2 separate regions of the Mus musculus genome follow, and region 1 is linked to region 2. A link is a contact called in public Hi-C data. All regions are on one chromosome and are shown on one strand. Each heading gives the region's core, a stretch centred on a gene start, on an enhancer-like site or on the middle of the called end of the contact. The rest is flanking DNA. Distances are from core to core; before and after follow the strand shown.

Region 1 (4,430 bases), core at 1,878-4,377, 230 kb before region 2:
CTGAAACAGAAGGTTGCTTCATAGCAAAGTGTCCGAGAACTTGTGTATTCATTTTTAAATGGGAGAATTGCTCCAGCTGTAAAAAATACTCACCTCTTGTAAGCGCGAATAGTAAGCGCGTATCTGTTTAAATTAGAGGAGAAGCGCATCGAGCAACCTCTTTTCAACTGCAACCCTTTGAGAACATGTTCCAGCTCGGGCTGCTCCAATGCTGGCAGATGCCAAGTGCAAGGGTGAGCTTTCCCACCTGGGCAGGACTCCCAGCTCAGCCACCAGCTCCCAGTGCACCCTGCAGCCTGGTTTAGCTAGTCTCTGAGCTTGCATCCTCTTCCTGCTTTGGGGGGAATTGATGCTTAGGAGACGAACTTGTCTAGAGGCTGCAGAAGAGACAGAGAGGCTAAAATGAGCATTTCTATTTAGTTCAAAGTAGCAGATCCAGCAACAGTGAGATTAATTAAAAGAACCATTTTTTATTGAGTTAACAGTAAGTAGAAAAACAATGAAATAATTGTTTTTGGAAACCTTTCCAACTTAAGATAAAAACAAACCCAAGACAACAGTGAGTTCCCCTGCCGGCTTCTGCAGCTAATGTGGGGATAAAGTCCCCAGGGTTAAACGAGATGCTTCCTTCCCTTCATTTTCCAGTCAGAGCATGGATCATCTCTGTGGGCCATGCCTGTCTGCTGCTCCCCAAACCACCAGGCATTTCCTGAAGCTAAATTAACTTCATGCATGGCTGGCAGCTGCACCTTCCTCCTGCGGCAGGGCTCTTGACTCTCATTAAGCCTTCAGGGCAGGCTTGCTGGAAAACACACCCTGACACCAAGTCTAGGGTGAAGGTGACTGAGACAGGAGCTCCACCCAGCACAGCCTTCTGCAGGAACACTGACAACTTGTCACCACAAGCCTCCACATCCATGACAGCCCACCCAGGAAATAGCTGCCTTTTGCAAAGTGCTATCAGTGTCCAGAGCCCTCCAACATTAATATCTCCCCCAAGGGAGAGCCAGCCTGTCAGATCCATTTTGAAGTCGAGGAAAGTAAGGCCGGCATTCAAAACTTCTTAGAGCTGTATCACTCATGACAATGACATGATTCTTATAAGTATAGCATCAGCATTTTACAGCCTTTCTAGTTTTATACTCTTCAGATATGTAATCTCACTTGATCCTCAGTAGCATTTTGGTGACACATTGGGGCAAGATTTGTGTGTGTGTGTGTGTGTGTGTGCCCATGTGTGTGCTGATATGCACATGCATGAGGAGACTAGAGATTAACATAGAATGGTTTTGTTAAGTACCTACCCCCCTTCCCCTTACATTTTGAGACATGGTCTCTCAATAGACCTAGAACCCCACCATTGTGCTAGGCTGGTCAGCCAATGAGCTCCAGGTATCCCCCGTCTTCACCTTTCCATTACTGGAATTTACAGTAATGCAGAGGGTCACTTGGGGACATATGCCATATGCTATACCTGGCTTCTAGCATCAGTGTTGGGGATCTGAACTCAGATCCTCATGTTTGCATATAAGACTGAGTCATCTTCCCAGCCAGAAGGCAGAATTTTATCCCTATGCTATTCATAAGAAAAGCAAGACTCAGAGAGGGTAAGCGATTGGCCTGAAGCTAGAACTAAAGAATAAGCAAGCCAGATTCCTCACTCAGATTCAACTGGGTCTCCCACTGTATCAGCTTCATCCTGTCTGATTACAGTTAATGGTGGGAAATAAAGATTATTGAAAGAAAAGGCATTTTCCTATAAGAAGTTCAGAATGGAGGGTGCTCTGGACCCATCCAAACCAAGAAGAGCTTATCATCAAGGCTGTAGGTGAGAATGGCTCAGGGCATTCCCATACTTGTGGGCATTTATGTGAGCAAAGGCCTTGATTGGGGCGACAAGGCTATCTAGGGAGGTTGACATTGGTGTGTATGTGGGGAGGGGGAGGTAGCACTTCCTGATGCCCAGATCTCTGACATGGTGAGTGCTCTGTAAATGCTCATGGGATTCATCTGATTCTTAGGAGCCTCTGGGCTGTTGGGGAGAAGAAGATGAAGGACCAGTGGCCTAGCCCTAAAAGCTTGCTGTGCAGACATGAGCATCTGAGTTCTAATTCCCAGTGCCCATGTTTAAAAACAAAAAAAAATCCAAAAAAATGGGCATGATCATATACCTCTATAACCCTAAGTACTGGGGTTCTGGGGACAGGGTCAGGAGACTGGCTTGGGCTTGCTGGTTGCCAGCTAGCTCTGGGTTCAGTGAGAGCTCCTATCCCAAGGGATTATGGGTAGAGAGGGAGTAAGAATGATAGATTGGGCCACTTGATATCTTCACCTGGCTTACACACACACACACACACACACACACACACACACACACACACACACACATAAAGCAAAGTTACGAAATTTTTCAAGTGTGTTTCCAGGGCAGCAACTTAACTCAGAAATCATCTACCCATTTTCCTACCTCCTTGATGAAGACTTGTAGGTCCCAAGACAGCTCTGCACTGGCCTAGATCCATTCAGAGTAGAACAGGGCCTAGGAACTGGGGCTACACCCTCGTCAAGCATAAGAGGTCCTTCTTTGGAGCTATGCAGCCTCTTCCATGTGACTGCAGAGTTCACTGGAGTAAAAACAAAGTGCTGCCCACTGGATGCCTGGGGGACATCCCATTTGACCTGCTTGCCACTCATCAAGCAAAGGAAATGCACTGCAGTACTTGAGGAAAAAGCTTTTCCTATGTAGGTTAAACACCCCACCTTTCCCCAGCCTCATTGGCTCTGTGCCTTTGCCAGTAGACCCTCAAACAGAACCCAAGCAAGCTGCTGTTCTTTCCGGGTGGCTCATGCAAGATGGAAGAACACCCAGGGGGTGCTGAGGGCTTCTGGCTCACATTACATCAGCTTTGATGATGCTGGCTTCCAGTGGAGACCTGGGGTCAGTGTACATACTCAGTCAGCCTGCTAGGCAACAGGCAGTGGAAGCCCAGAGTAGCCTTCCTGGCAACTGATGAGCTCTTTTCTGTCAGAGCCCTAATGAGGTTTCAGTGCCAGGAGGCAAGCAAAGGGAAAGCAAACAGCCCAAAGTTGCTAATGTCACTGACAGTAACTAGGCTGCACAAGCCCTGTGCTGCCTCTTCTGCCTAAGAGAAAGAGACAGAAGGGGCAAAGCTCAGCCCTTTTAATTGGGGGGTGGGGCAGAGAGGGAATTCTTAGGAATCCATCTGTGCATGCAGGAGGGAATCTAGAATTAACCCTTTCTGCCTCATTAATTGCTAACTGCGGAGGGTAACAGCCAAAGCTGGGAACAGGAGGGGCTAGGTGCTGTTTCTGCGAGCAGAGACTGTAGTAGGCTCCTTGGGGAGTCACAGAAGCAGCTCCAGACACTGGACAGCCCAGGCTTACTGGATTACCTCATGCCTTCCCATGTACAGCCCATGGTCTCTGGAGCTCCTTTTTAAACCCCAGAAAGGGCTGACCTAGTATTTAAGGGTGAGGCAAACCTGGGTTCAAATCCAGTTGTAGTCTGTGGAATAGGAAATGGCTGCCTCGTGAGCTTTGAGGGCAGGTGAGTGAGATAACATCTCTATATCACAGGGATAAAACATTACATATTGATTGACTTGTTTTAAACCTTGTGCCCACCCTAGCCTCACCTGCTCATGTTGAACTGCTAAAGAGCTTGTCTTTGGGGCCTGTTTCAGTTTGTATGCTGCTCTAAGAAGATACCAGAGATGGAATAGTTTACCAACATCAGAAATATATCTCTTCATGGTTCTGAGGTTGGAAGGCTGGGACAGCCAAGGTGGAAGGCCTGGAAGGCCCCACTGTCTTGTAAGGGCTACTCTCTGATTCTGGGGTGGTGTCTTCAGGCTGTAAATTCTGGCTAGGGAAGGCCACTCTGTGTTCTCCCATGTTGGAAGGCAGAAGAAAGGGAAAGGGTGGGGGAGCTAAATGCACCATGAGGCTTCTTTTATATGGCACTTAACCTTGTTCTCCTGAGAGGCCACGTGGCTGGATCCTTCTGAGACATTAATAAGACCTGAAGTTTGGAGAGGAAACATAAGTCACAGCCATGCCTGCCAGGTCTGTGTGTGAGCTTTTGAATAAAACTATGATGAACAGGAAGGGAGGAAGAAGAGAGAGATGGAAGGAGGAAGGAAGGAGGGAATTATATTCCAAGAGTCAAGAATACCTTAGGAAAGAAAACAGTGGAAGCAGAATGATAAGGAGTTGGGGAAGAAGGGAAATGTCCGAGAGGTGAGCTTGCATTGAGGACTTAAGTGGAGACAAGGACAGACAGGTTTCAGAGGAACTATGAGAAGTGACCTTTAACAGTCAACATGACACAGTCTAGATTTGCCTGAGGAAAAACCCTCAGTTGATGCATTGCCTAGTTCAAATTGGCCTGTGTGCTTGTCTGTAAGGGG
Region 2 (4,281 bases), core at 1,200-3,699:
TGCTGGTCCAGGCCATCAGAGGCCTGAGGAGGGGCGCACTGAGTGCACTTCTCAGGCTGCAGGGAGCCTCTGGAGGGTTGTCAGCAGGAAATGCCACGCTCCGCTTTCATTTTATTTTTAGACTCCTTTGCAGTGCGGGAAGGACATTTTCTCTAACAATTGGACACCTCCAGCATCCACCACAAAAAAAAAAAAGGAATTTTGATCTGAACCTCACATTCTATAGAGAAATTAATTCAAAGTGCATCATAGATGTAAACGTAAGATGCTAACCCAGGAAGCCTGTTGGAAAGAAAAGGGAACGTCTTAGATACCCGTGGTGAGGCAAAGAGTTCTTATACACGACTCAAAGTGCGCTCTCTATCAAAGAAAACACGAATGGATTGAGTTTCATCAAGGCTGAAAACTCTGCTCAGCGTAAGACCTTGTTAAGTGGACGAAAAGGGTGAGAGCAGATTGTGAGGGAAAGAAATGTCGGCAAAGAGCCTACCAAGTATGTACAGCCAGGATGTCGGGGAAGAGTCCTGCTTGGGGGGGGGGGTGGAAAGAAGGCTAAGAAGCCTGGAGCTGAAAGAGGGCTTCCCCAGAATCTGCTGGGGAGAGGCAGGTGCCTGGAGTGGACAGGCAATGGGGAGACAGGATAGAGTCAAGATTTACCGTGAAGGCACATCCACCATTGGATGGGATACAGGCCGTGAAGAAGAGAGAAGATCTGAGGATAATTCCTGGTGTGGCGCTAAGTTCATGGGAGGCCACTAGGCTGGCGCACGAGACTGGACAGCAAGGGAGGGCAAAACAGGGAACACGCACAGCTGTCGGCCAGGAGGGATGCCAAGACATGAGAGGACCACGTCCCCAGTGTCACTTAGGGTGATTGAAACCCATGCCAACCAGGGCTGAACTCTGTTATTGGGCCTCCTCACAAGCCTGGGTGCTGTGGTTTTCTGTCATATCTTCATTTATCATCTTTATCATTTTTTTAATGCTAGCACAGTTCTTCGGTTAATTAGGCCCAAAGGGAGTCTAGAGCCTCATCCCACTCCCTTCAGCTAAACAGCTACCCTCCCTACCCTCTTTCCCTTCCCACCCTGTCATCCCATGTCCCAGTGTCTGAGACCTCTTCTATGACAATTAAGGAGTCACCTAATTGAAATGGCTTCCATTTTCTTTAGGAACCTTGTTCCCCACTATACTTCTGTAGTCGCCCTCTTTACTCTCTTTGCATGCCTAGAGCGTGCCAAGCCCCGCACTCAGTACCCATTTCACAGATGACTATACTCAGCCTCAGAGAGGTTAAATAACTTGGCTCAAGCCAAGTAGCATGGCAGATTTTACACGTTAAGTTCTGGTCACCTGGTGCGAAGATTCCTCACTGTTAAGGTCTTTCTGCTTACCAGGCCTTTTTTTCTGGCCTGCTCAGAGGATCCCTTGATTCTTGGCTTTGAGGACCAGTTTGTCACCTGTCTCTGACTCTCTGACTCCTGAAAGCTCATGTCTCCTTGGGCCTCCACTAGTTCGGCTGTACCTGCTTATGGAATCCACTAATACTCCAGAATATAAAATAACTTACCCAAGAAACTGATGGAGTATAGATCTGTTCTCAGGCCTCAATGGGTTTAAACCTTATAGGAAAAAAACAAAAATCAAAAACAACCTACCATTTCTCTGCAGCAGCATCTGCCACTCACCCAAGAGTGTGGAGGCTTGCAAGAGACTTGTCCTGATTCCCTTGGTTGCTCTGTGTGCTGGGGATCCTGGCTATACCAAGATGGACATCAATATTTCCCGAGTTAGGGGAGAGTCAGAACACATGTTGTCAGCCTACTGGTAGACCTCCACCAAAGAAGCAGATGTATGGCTCACATAAGCCTCCACCTCAACCGTCACCAGCCACTCTGTAGTGCATGCAACTCATCCCTAGATCTCAGTGTTCACTTTTGATACCAAGGTGATAAGAGTTCAGGCCACACAGAACTATGTGGGATGAGTGAGTGGAATATGAAGGCAAATGAGCAGCACCTGCCGCGCAGGAAAGGGGTGACTTCATAGCTGCTTTCTGACGATGCTGTTACTCCATATAAGCCACCTTGACAGATCATCTGTCACCGCAGGAGGCTGGACTTGATGCACCTGCTTTTCCCCCTCCACCTTCCCAGGGCCTCGGCTCTAGGATCCTGGAGAGAAACCAAGTGTCTCTGCCCTGTCAGTATGAAGCTTTGAGACCACAGACACCACGGAAGGGTTATTCATTCCGAACACGAGACAAAAGCCTGAGCTGGCTTTGTATCTAAGCGAACTGATTAAGCTGCGCGTTAGCTGGGGATAAAGCTTCTTACCGAATAACTAGACATTTGCTGAGCCAGGATGATAAATTCATTCTTAATGCATTGATAATAAAAAGCGATTCCCCTCTATCCCACCGCCCTTTATTTTGAGTTTTCACCGGCTTAGAGGCAGTCTCTGTGTTGAACACCGCCATCTAGAGGACATCTGCAGAATCGCAGCCTGAGCAGAAGCGATTTATTTATTTATTTATTTATTTATTTACTTATTTACTTACTTACTTATTTATTTATTTAAAGGAACATCAGAACTTAACACAATTCATAAGAGGCTCAAAGACACCCTGGGAAGCCAAATGTGTTTACAAAAATGACTGCCAGTAGTTACTTATTACCCTGAGAATGGCATGCTTCTTACTGCATAGCCTCTATACGGCTAGATTGTTCCTCAGACAGCTGTTAGACGGGGTTTGGAGTCCACTCATCTTGGGCTCACTGAAGCATTGTGTGTGTGTGTGTGTGTGTGTGTGTGTACGTGTACACGCGTGTGCATGCGCATGTATGTACTGAGGCACCTACTCTGTGCTAAGTGCCACACTAGAAATTTGGGGCCTAGAGAGCAATGCATAGCCCTAAGTTTAAAATGTCCATACATGAATAAGGAAAAGAAGAACAAGAGCACAATGATTTAAGGAGCGAGGTAAGTCAGAGCAACCTAGATATCCATCCTACGGGAGAGCCCCAGTTTAGTGGGGCTGAGAAGGATGGAGGAAGAGAGAGGCTAGCATCCCACCAGCATTTCCCATCCATCTAGATACCATGCGGGATCTCACTCTGTGAGCTTAGGGCATGTTTCCCATCTCACATGAGGATGTGGAGGCTCAGAGAGGTTGAGCTCCTTGACCAGTGCAGCACAGCCGAAAGGGCAAAAGGCCAGAATTTCACCACAGACCCGTGTGCCTCGCACATGCGTCTTGTAATCCCAGGCTGTCTGCTGAGCGGGAAAACCACGCAGACAAGAAATAGGATCTTGAATTACCTCAGTGGTAAAACGTGTTTATCCCCAGGAGGTGAATCTGATTTTCAGAAATAGTCAAAAATCTTTCTGAGGCAAGTCATCCTGTGGATAATGGGATTTAAGGGGTTTTTTATTTATTTATTTTTAAAATGTGAATCTAAAGCCGGGCATGATGGCGCACGCCTTTAATTCCAGCACTCGGGAGGCATAGGCAGGCAGATTTCTGAGTTCAAGGCCAGCCTGGTCTACAAAGTGAGTTCCTGGACAGACAGGGCTACACAGAGAAACCCTGTCTCAAAAAAAAAAAAAAAAAAAAAAAAAAACAAACAAAAAAAAAAAACAAAAAACAAAAAAAGTGAATCTAAGATATGAAAATTAGGTTTTGGCCAACTCCTGATAAACCAGCTATACTGGCTAGTTTTGTGTCAACTTGACACAGCTGGAGTTACCACAGAGAAAGGAGCTTCAGTTGAGGAAATGCCTCCATGAGATCCAGCTGTAAGGCATTTTCTCAATTAGTGATCAAGGGGAGGAGGTCCCCTTGTGGGTGGAACCATCTCTGGGCTGGTAGTCTTGGTTCTATAAGAAAGCAGGCTGAGCAAGCCAGTGGAAACAAGCCATTAAGTAACATCCCTCCATGGCCTCTGCATCAGCTCCTGCTTCCTGACCTGCTTGAGTTCCAGTCCTGACTTCCTTTGGTGATGAACAGCAATGTGGAAAATGTAAGCTGAATAAACCTTTTTCTCCCCAACTGCTTCTTGGTCATGATGTTTGTGCAGGAATAGAAACCCTGACTAAGACACCAGCCAACAGTTTGTTGTGCTGTTATTGGTGGTAGTGGTTGTGAGGGTGTGTATGTGTGGTTGTTGTTGTTGTTGTCTTGAAACAATCTTGCCATGTATCCTAGGACACTCCTGTCTTGGTCCCCTGAGTGCTGGGGTTACAGGTACGCAGCACCATGTCCCATGCTGAAAGAGCCAG

What was found. A called contact is a pair of places that touch in the nucleus more often than the background predicts.
Region 1: a contact with region 2 is called in a Hi-C map of cortical neurons. The contact joins the promoter of 5530401A14Rik here to the enhancer-like site in region 2. A contact is called at or near these places in 7 of 39 promoter capture datasets (the 3T3-L1 cell line, embryonic stem cells, hippocampal neurons and 1 more), 9 of 484 Hi-C or Micro-C datasets (cerebellar granule neurons, cerebellum, cortical neurons and 3 more), 2 of 115 datasets of contacts at active chromatin or transcription factors (astrocytes and embryonic basal ganglia) and 2 of 9 other capture datasets (adipose tissue and pancreatic islet).

What each region holds. Positions count from the first base shown.
Region 1 is chr11:81,859,374-81,863,803 of GRCm38.p6, reverse strand. 5530401A14Rik (RIKEN cDNA 5530401A14 gene) reads right to left here and starts at 3,127. Exons shown (of 5, transcript NR_038010.1): 1 at 2,468-3,127; 2 at 94-377. It also overlaps a transcript of Asic2 not described here.
Region 2 is chr11:81,633,094-81,637,374 of GRCm38.p6, reverse strand. It overlaps a transcript of Asic2 not described here. Among named protein-coding and RNA genes, the nearest start is that of Gm11418, 48 kb to the right of the region's middle. Within about 2 kb of position 2,449, at least 12 of the 459 cell types and tissues checked have an H3K27ac peak or open chromatin away from gene starts, as enhancers often do. A contact at or near this core is called in cortical neurons, where this site is marked.